Linked DNA regions of Rattus norvegicus: region 2 is linked to region 1. The links are chromatin contacts, called in public Hi-C maps. All regions are on one chromosome and are shown on one strand. The core of a region is the stretch at or near the end of the contact, and the rest is flanking DNA. Distances in the headings are between cores, read along the strand shown.

What was found. Hi-C and Micro-C count contacts between places; a contact is called where the count stands out from the background.
Region 2: a contact with region 1 is called in a Hi-C map of Schwann cells, with 7 times the contacts expected there. The contact joins the enhancer-like site here to the promoter of Mtbp in region 1. A contact is called at or near these places in 9 of 12 Hi-C or Micro-C datasets (the A7r5 cell line, the Rat2 cell line, Schwann cells and 6 more) and 1 of 1 datasets of contacts at active chromatin or transcription factors (oligodendrocytes).

The regions. Positions count from the first base shown.
Region 1 is chr7:88,859,864-88,864,896 of GRCr8, reverse strand. Mtbp (MDM2 binding protein) reads right to left here and starts at 1,958. Exons shown (of 22, transcript NM_001130717.2): 1 at 1,627-1,958; 2 at 771-851. The coding sequence starts at 1,744. Mrpl13 (mitochondrial ribosomal protein L13) reads left to right here and starts at 2,076. Exons shown (of 7, transcript NM_001006985.1): 1 at 2,076-2,104; 2 at 3,807-3,930. The coding sequence starts at 2,078.
Region 2 is chr7:89,368,521-89,373,553 of GRCr8, reverse strand. No RefSeq gene overlaps it. Among named protein-coding and RNA genes, the nearest start is that of Trnak-cuu17, 130 kb to the right of the region's middle. Within about 2 kb of position 2,428, at least 4 of the 93 cell types and tissues checked have an H3K27ac peak or open chromatin away from gene starts, as enhancers often do. A contact at or near this core is called in Schwann cells, where this site is marked.

The DNA of each region.
Region 1 (5,033 bases), core at 709-3,208:
AGGTCCTCTAATAAGGAAGGGAACAGATTATAACAGAATCATGAGAGCTGCAGCTCTCAAAATGACATTTTTCCTGCTATCTATAAATATTTCCAACAGCTTTTAGGATTTGATCTGTCTCCATATTCCTATTGTCTGGGCCTTTAAAGGATATTATCAGATAAAGAAGGAAATTATTAAAGCAAATAGAGCTATTTGTAAAATGCCAATAGAGCTAAAAGTAGGAAAGATTTCTTGCCCAAAAGAGTCAGATAACTTCAAAAGGTCAAAGCAGTTGAGAACTGAGAGGAAAAACACTATCTTTAGCAAGCACAAAGTTGTTTTTGTTTTAAGATAATCAGTAAAAGTGGACAAGAAATAAAACACCCACGTGTGGTAATGTTAAGTCAGAGTAGGAACTTTAACAATGTGTCCACAAGCAGGGCAGTGGTGGTGGCCCATGCCTCTAATACCAGCACTAAGGAGACAGAAGCAGGTGAATCTCTGAGAGTTCAAGGCCAGCCCGGTCTGTAGATAAGAGTTCTAGGAGAGCAAGAATTACACAGAAGCAGAACTCAAGTTGGAAGTCCAGAATAACTTTTATAACAACTTACAACATTTGAATATCAGGAATAATAATGTAGTTGAAAATTTAAGATACCCCCATATCCCTGTGCCTCATTCAAAGTCAACAAGTATTTCTTATACTCCTAGGCTATCAAACTAACTGATTTCCAATAAAATGCTGTGTCAGACTTTAGGGGGGAATTTCATTACACTGTTGTACTTACCGGGGAACGTACTATCATCTGGATGGATTGAATCATTAATGCTTCTCTTCAAGAGGTGATAAATATTGGTTGCTGTCAAATCTATAAAAATAAAGACCTAATTCAGTGGGCTCAAGAGTTAACATAATCTAGGTCTGTTTCAATTTCACTACCAGAGTATCTGAAGGCCAGTAAGTTGTATATACCATATATATGTTGATCAAGTCTATTCTAGTGCTGACACAGCAGAGAAAACAATCAACTCTCCAGATTTATATATGCTAATCAGTAAAAGAAATCAAAACTTCCTTCCAAAAGATGTATATATGAACTATATACTTTTCTTCCTCAAAATGTCTGCTTAATCGAAACAAAGAAAATGTAATAAAGACTAGTCAGGTACATCAAAAAACAATGCAAACAAAAAACTAAAAGCAGCTAAAAATCTTTTAAAACCGGTCATTCCTTTTTTTTTTCTTTTTTTTTTTTTTACTGTGGCATGTTCCCTTAATAGAATGGAAACTCAGATCTGCAAAACCTATCGTTTCTGTATTTTCTTCAAGGTGGTACACCAAGGGTTACTACTTTCTAAATGCATACCTTCCCCAGAAAGCAAAAATTCGATTACTATGCCACCAGGAGATTTAACCGGGTAAATATTCAGTTTGCCAAGCACTTGGGACACTGGCATCCAATACCCACAATTTTATATCTTTTCCATTGACATTATACTACTGTTCAGTTCTTATAAAAACTACTTCAGAGAGTTGTATGTTCCCGGGACCATTCGACCTATGCTCCTCCCTCCGGGACTTCAGAAACTCAAATCCTTCCCTCCCCACCGGTCTTTCCCGCCTCTTCTCAGCCCAGAGCTTACGAGGCTGTTTCTCGGTGCTCTCCAGGGATGACGCCTCAGTCCCGGGCTCCATCTCCCCACCAGCCACGGATCGGAACTTTCCTTCCCTCCAGCTGACCAGCAGCAAGTACCGATCCATCTTCTTCGCACTCAGGCTCAGTTTTAGGTCTCAAAAGAGCCGCGCGCAACGCGCACTTCCGGTTTCCTGCCGCTTAGGTTAGCTGGAAAATACTGTCCTACGTTGGTTTTCCTGCCAATTATTTTGGGAAATTATTCTCTCAGTAGCCACACTGTTTGCTCCTTTCATAACGAAACGGCTACCGGCGGGGACCCGAGAGTAGCAGGGAAGCGGATGAATGCACGACAGTGATAGGAACCTTCGTGTTCGGGTTTCTCTGTTTCCAGCCGGACAGATTGTGCTTGTGCCCCGGCTGGGCCAGAGCAAAGGAAAGGACGCTGTAGGTTGGGGAGCATGTCTAGCTTCTCAAAGGCGCCCCAGGTGAGCTTGCACGCTTCGGGCAGGACAGTGTGCTCTGTACGATGGCGAAAATGAAGAGCAGTGGTTCACAAGGATTTGATACAGAGGCTGAGCATTCAAGGAAGCTGACTCCTGTAGCCAAGAGCTGCTTTAGGAAGTCACATACCAGAGAGTTGTGAGTCTGGCCACCACTTGATATCCTTGTTTTGTTGCTCCTTTCTCTCTTCAGCCTACCCCTTTCGTGTCTTTAGTTCCTTGAGGAGAGAACTAAAGTAAGATAATAGTTTGAGTGACGTGGGGCAGTGAAAACCACTAAAATATGTTTATTTTTGTTTAGTACAGTGGAGACGGGGGTGGGGTGGGGGTGGAGCTGTAACTGATGCAGTGTAGTGCTTGCCTAGCATACCGGAAGCCCTGGGTTCTATCCCAAGCACTGCATAAATCTGTAATTGTAGTGCACGCATGGAAGGTGGAGGGACAAAGATCAGAAGTTCAAGGCCAACCTTGAAATCGATCTGCGCTTTAAAAAGAGTTTAAAAAGGAATGGAGACCTGTTGTAGGGTTTTGACCTTGAAGTCTTATCAAAAGGATTAAGCACCCTTGATCACAAGACTGTTCACAGATGGGGGATCTTTGAAAGACAAAACGGAGAATTCAGTTAGAATGCTATTTCTAGTATGCCACACAAAATACTCTGTATTAAGTAGAAGAGAAAGAATTAGTTTCTGGTATGTTAATCCAAGATGATTCCTAGCCTGATGCTACTTGAAGTACATCTCCATTAAATGTAGTTGTTACCTGTCTGTAATGAGGTAAATACCAGATGTGAAAGTCAACACTTTAAAACTTTGACGTTGAGTTGATGTATGGCAGCATTTGCATTGTTTATCAAGCTTTTTTTTTTAAAGCATTAGTCCTCATGGGATGGGGTAAACTTGCCTTCTGCATATGTGTAGGATAGTTTAAAGTTGAGGATAACCAATACGAAACCACAAGCTTAAGTGTATTTTTCTAGCATATAACTTCTGTGTGTATGCATATGAACGGACCTGGACAAGGTCTTTCTGGAACAGAGATAATTTCCTTAGTTTGGAGACATTGAAGCCAGTGATTTTTATCAGATGACCTAAAGATGTCTTGGAAGACAGGCCTGTAGTACCAGCTATTCTAGAGAATGAAGTGGGGAAAGTTCTACATTCAAGCCTTTGGGAGCTACAGAGTAAACTCAGGCCAAGCTGAGTAACTTAATGAGACTCTGTCTCAAAAGCATGGAATAGGGGCTAGTGAGGTATCTCAGGGGTAGAGTGCTTGGCTGTTGTCAAGTATATCCCAGTCGTCACGCACACAGACATGTTGAACCTCAGCTATACTTCTCTGATTGCATAGTTGCCATTAGCTCTCCTGGAACTGAGTTCTTGAGATATCTTCAGTTGCCAATTAGCCTCCCAGCTTTCTGTATAACATGCCTGACTATCCTAATACAACAATGGGAAAAGACTTCAGAACTGATAATGAAAACAAAATATACACATGCTCACACACACACACACACACACACACACACACACATGCACACACACCAAAAAAAAAAAATTAGTGATAGTCTGTTTTTCAAAGTGATTGCTGGCATTGATTATAGAATATGCATGATAGCATGTTGTAATGTTTTTAATTATTTCCATTTTTAAGTAGAATTTTCTTCATCCTTTTCTTTGTTTTCTAGCAATGGGCCACTTTTGCTCGAATGTGGTATCTCTTGGATGGCAAAATGCAGCCCCCTGGCAAACTTGCGGCCATAGCATCCAATAAACTTCAGGGGTTACATAAACCAGTGTACCATCAGCTGAGTAAGTATTATCTTAGTCCTAGCAGCAGCAGCCATGGTTTACACTCCAGAATAGGACTGTGTAAGGGGTCCTTTCTGTGCATATATGAGGATTCCATACTCTGTTCCTTCTGGAAGACCTCATTGGGTGCTAAACTGAGTTTGATTAAAAAATACAAATACACACACACACATACACACACACACACACACACACACACACACACACACACACACCCCAGTTCTTTTAGGACAACCCCATTTGATGCTATCACCAAGCGGAAATTCACCAGTGGCCTCCTTTCCACTCCAGTGCTGTCTGATTTGCACTGTAAATTGAGTTTCCCTTCTTACATTTACCTCTTCTCATGATGACACACCTTTGAGTGGAGAGGCATTAATAGGTATTGCCTGTTTCCTAAAAATCCTTCCCAGGAAGGATAAAGCTAGCTAGATGTGATAAGTTGCTGTCCACTCTTGAATTAAAGATTTGTTTTCTGTATGCTGTTTATAAAATAAACTTTTTATTCTAGAAGAGTTTTATTGAGGTATCTTCTGTCATATCCAAATTTTCGTCATACTAAGAAGTGGGTATATCCTAGTGTCCTGCCTTTCCTGTCACTCATGAAGTTACTGATTTCTGCCTCGGATCTCTAAAACCTACATGAGTGTTAATACTTCATATGACTGTCTCTAATTTTGACCTGTATGCTGAGCTCCAAGTCTATTGTCTGATCAGCATGCTCTCTTGGGTGTCAAGTAGTCCTCTTCAGTAATCAGCCCAGTTAGAGACATCATACTCCTACTTTTGTCCTACCCAAACCAACCAGCCTTCTCAATTTTCCCTATCTTAATTAGTAGTGTCTGCGTCCTTTCGGATGTTGTGGTTTGAAGCCTTCTCTACCTCTGTGCTCTGTGACTCTTCTTCTGCGTCCCCATACCCTGCCTAATAACCATGATGAAATTATAAGTTAGCAGCATTTTTGCAATCGGAAATCTTTTCCCCATCTCTCCCTGTACTTTTTTGAACTGCTGTTCTCTATACTCTCTTGCTCATAGTTTCTGCACAAGACTGCACCTAGTTATCTTTTTCCAAATGACAGAATAAAACACACAGTTGTGCAC
Region 2 (5,033 bases), core at 1,179-3,678, 510 kb before region 1:
GGCCAGAGTGTACGATACCAATTCTGCATCACCTCTGCCATCTGATCAAGGAGGCTCATAGACCACAGACTCACAGATCACACACAGACCTCTTGGTATTGGATGGACACCTCTGATGGTTGGCACTCCTATCACAAGGAACAATTGAGTTAAAAGCAGATGCTCTCACCATGAGGCTGCCTTGGTCAGACTCATGGCTTCATGCAGCTTAGTGTAAAGGCAATAGATAGTCTATCAAGCACAAGTAAATACTGCTCAGGCCTGATCCCCAGACTGCTTGGTTACCACCTGAACTCCAGTCTTCTGAGAAGTACGTATAACAGAAAGTATAGGTAGGGAGGCCACCTGCTAATTTTTGTGTTTTAATTTTTGTGCTGCGGTCGGAGATCTTAATCTTCCTGACACCAGTTGCTCGGCCTTATGAAATCTTCTCTTTTTTAAAAAAATTAACGTTTAAGTCTTGCTTAGAAAGTATTGGGTTCTATGTGTTAATCATGTGTGTGAATCTCATTTTTTCACTGTGTTTTTAAAAGTGTATTGAGGGAAATTTCTTAAAATATCTTACAATGACAGTAGAACTATGAGTTTGTCCTTTTTAGTATTGGGATTTTGCTTCCTTTTTTCCCAAAGCTACTTCATTAAATGTGTAAAATACCCAGTATTGCATACGTTTATTTTGTCAGCATTTACAAGTGTTTAGTTTATTATATAATGTTAAAGATGTTATATGATATTAATAATAGTAAATTGTCTTTAGTTTTTTTCTTTTTCTTTTTTCATCTTTATTAATTGAGTATTTCTTATTTACATTTCGATTGTTATTCCCCTTCCCAGGTTCCGGACCAACATCCTCCTAACCCCTCCAGCTCCCCTTCTATATGGTCTTCCCCTCCCCATCCTCCCCCCATTACCGCCCTCCGCCCAACAATCACATTCACTGAGGGTTCAGTCTTGGCAGGAGCAAGGGCTTCCCCTTCCACTGGTGCTCTTACTAGGCTATTCATTGCTACCTATGAGGTTGGAGCCCAGGGTCAGTCCATGCATAGTCTTTGGGTAGTGGCTTAGTCCCTGGAAGCTCTGGTTGGTTGGCGTCTTTAGTTTTAATAATAATTTCTTTGTGCATATTTTCTTGGGCCTTTTTTAAAAAAAATAACCTTACTGTTTTGTGATTTGGATATGTCTTTTTCAATGAACACATAAATGGACTTTTTCTAAAATAAAGGTATATCATTCAATAATTAACTGTGAACATATTTTATAAACTGAGGCTTCAATTTTCTTGGGGATTACCAAAAATCTTTAAGCATGTTCACAGACTCACCTGATTTAAACAATATTTCTTTCCTTATCAAGGAACTGAACTCGACCTACTGCAGTGTGTGCTTTTCTGAACTGTCTTCTCCATCTTCCTTGTTATCATCCATTATTTGTGCTTGGATTTTGCTTTTAGGCACAAAGTTTTAGTAATTAATTTCTTTATTTTGGTGAGTCAGCAAAAGTTTTATTAGCGTTACCTCATCTTTTTTTGTGAGGACAAGTTTAATTAAAGCTAGGTCGTTTAATCCACAAAAGCCTCTTAAACAAATATACATAAACTACAGTAGAGACAAGAGGGTGGGAGGCATAAATGACTTCCCCTCCTTCTGAAATAGCTTCTATGTCCCCCAGTACACCTCCTGAACTGGGTCAGGCATCTCCAGAGTCTCGACATAGGCAAACCACATATCAAAGCTGGGGATTCTCCTCTGAGAGTGTTCGCATAGGACAGCCAAAAAGCACAAGCTGACGCTATTCAAAGCTACCTAATAGTCAAAGAAGTTGTATTGTTTTAAAATATGTTAACATTAACTATTAGCCTGAATCCAGGAGAGTAGGAAAATGCGCTGTAGGATGATAGTCCTAAGAACCCAGAGGTTCTCATGAACCTGATCTAAGACCAAAGAAATCTTTATAGCCTGTAGACGTTCAGCCACGGGATACACAGAAACTGAATAAAGACCAGTTTCCTGAAATAATGATGAGTTTACTAGGACTTAACACAGTAATCATTCAGATGGAACGAATCTTTACCATCCTCTGAGAGCTGCCGCACAGGGTCATGGGAGTCTCTGTTGTTACACAGAAAAACTGTGAAGGTTATTCCTCGGGACTTCGTGGGCATTAATCCTACCCAGTTTAGTCTCTCCCGCTGCTAGGAGCCCTTTTGGGACACGTTAAGATAGCACAAACACACAGCCCTTCTCAAGAATATATATCACATAAATACATTTCCACAACTAAAGTCGTATCATATGACCCTCCCTCTCCAAGGTAAGTCTGTTCTACCTGTGGGACAATTGGAAAGAAGCAAACAGCAGCTAGGGCTTCACTTTAACCTGTGTTACCACCTACCGCCATTAGATGGCAGCAATGACAAGGGACTGCGCAGCCAAGGCCGCGGAGAATGTTTTGTTTTGCCTTTTCAGTCTTGGTTGTTTTGGTTTTAAGGGGTCAGATCAGTGCCCAGGAAAACAAGCAGTCTGTACGATGGTGGATAAATAAACATCCTGGCAAATTCTCCCTATTGTCTCATTTCAAGTCTTCTCCCACTCTTTCCTGCCAGAGAACTGCTATGTCTCCCTGTCTGCTTTCTGAGGACAAAACTCCCTGTAGGCAGAGTGTGAGAAAATACTTAGTAATTGTCATCTTTCATCAGTCTAACAGAAGAGTTTGACTGTTCTGATGATACTGGTAGTATAAAGACCTACTGGAGCAAGTAGTCAGTGTCACGTGGTTCGTGCAAGCGTATTTGAAAGACGCCTTGGACAGTGGTTTCCAGATCCTTTTCTGTTTTGTTTTTCGCCAGGGTATTTTTTTGTTCTAACTTTAACACAGATTGCTTCATTCAGGAGAACGTAAGCTTGCTCACCTTACGTAAACTCAAGGATGACACACAAAAGGGAGAAAGGGGCATTCCCAGTGATGTCACTTGAACTGGATAAAATGCCTCAAGACATCCTGGAGAAGAAAGCAGCTGGTGTTAGAAGAAGAAAAAAAAAAGAAGAAGAAAGGAAAGAATAAAGAAAAAAACAGTGCATTGTTCTAAAACAATGTACTTCCACTGAGCTGGGTAGAGTTCTCTTGGCCAATATTCTGCACTTATTGACTAATCAGAACAGAAAGAACAAGATAAAACAGCTTTCACAGAAGCAGAGATACAAGCCCTACCACCACGTTCTCCTCAGAGGAAAGGAGTAATCAAGATGGTTTCTGAAGCAAAGGGAAGCTCTTCAAGGAGCTGGTAGGCCTTGACATTGAACACTTTATCTGGGCATTGGCTATGAGGATGTTTTTGGTAATTTTGGGGGTATAATCTGAAACTAGGCAAAGCAGCTACCCTTCCCTCACGCCAAGACAAAGCTGTTAAGTGCAGCTTTCCTTTAATTATCTATGCATTCATTTTACCCAAAATCTGTTTTTTCATCTTAAGCGACTCCTCAGAAATGCTCTGTAAGACTAGAAAAGCTCACTTTGAGTCAAGCATAATTTGTTTCATGTATCGTTTTGTATTTGCAATAAGCTTAGCCCAGATGCTGTCTCTTTAACTCTAGGCTAGCCATTATGTGTCTCTAGTAGACCAGAGCTCAGAGCTTCCTCACTGTCACACATTGTACAATTAATAATCATGGTTCGCAATCTGATAAGAAAGACAACCTTCCAATGGACCCAAGTGTCTCCAAAATGCACTTTTCCCTTCGGACTGATCACCTTGGGACCCAGTGAGCTTCCTCGGTATCAGTCTCCTCTGTCTTTAGGGGTTCATAGCACCTCGCCTTGGCCTTCTGCCATGCACATGTTCCTCTGTTCTGAAAAGGGAAGGGAAAGTTCAGACTATAGAAGGGTTCAAACAATGGATGTGCTAATGCTCTACTGTCAAATAATTCATTCTTCTGTGACCATCCACAGTTAATACAGACACGGAATTAGAGTACAGAATTCATTCTTTGTGTAGTGAGGATCCTACAGCTTCACCTGTGTTTTCCTCTGGATTCCCATGACTCCCGGCCATCCCCACTTGCTGATGTCAGAACCGATCAGTGCACTGGGAAAATGTCCATCTGATAATGCCTCCATGATCAAACTTCCTGTCACCCTGTACTTAGTGGTGCATGAATGACCATGTTCCAGATCCAGCATCCATTAGAATTAGCAAGGTGGAGACAGAATCTGTTGGCCAAAAGAATTTGAAGGAAGAGTTTCCCCTCCCCCATTGTGTGGTGACATAAAACAAACAAACAAACAAAAAACAAATAAGAGGTGTAACAAATGCTTTATTCTTTTCATTTTTTTAATTTTCCAAAAAGTAGATCACTGCCCAACCCTCTCCCAAGGACCTTTCCTGTTTTCATATCTGGTGCATGCGATATTACGTTTTCCTCAGCTCTAGTCAGTGGGGCTTCTTAATGTTAGCTCAGATATCCTTACATTTGATCATGATCTCAGGTTCATCATCAATATTTTCTGCTCCACATATAGAATCTATCCAAGGAATCCGATTCCTTTCAAACGGAAACAAAACATAGACTTTCCATAGACTCATAGGAGTATGGGAACTGCTTGATACATATGGGAAAGTAAATTCAGGTCTTCTGAAAGATGACCTATAGCACACGAGATATATAAATCCATGCCACCTTTTTCAGTAGAAATAAAGATTAGTGGACTTTAAACTCATTTTTTTCTTTAATGGTATGTACTTATTCTAGGAATCTCACCCTCTAAAACTACTAATTAAATTACTTAGTCATTTTATCCTAATCTAAATGTCAAGACTAGTTCTAATAATAATGTAACTGCTATCACTGGCCAACAGAACTCAATCCAAAAACACAAAAAACAAAAGCTTGAAGCTCTTTGTATTCTTAGGGCCAGTCTCCCTAGACTAGATGTGCAATCCTATTTGGAGATTTGTGTTTTAAAGGCATTCGGAGCAATTCTGGTGACTGTTATAGAACAAGATTCATATCCAGTAAGTTTTTAGAAACTAATAGGCT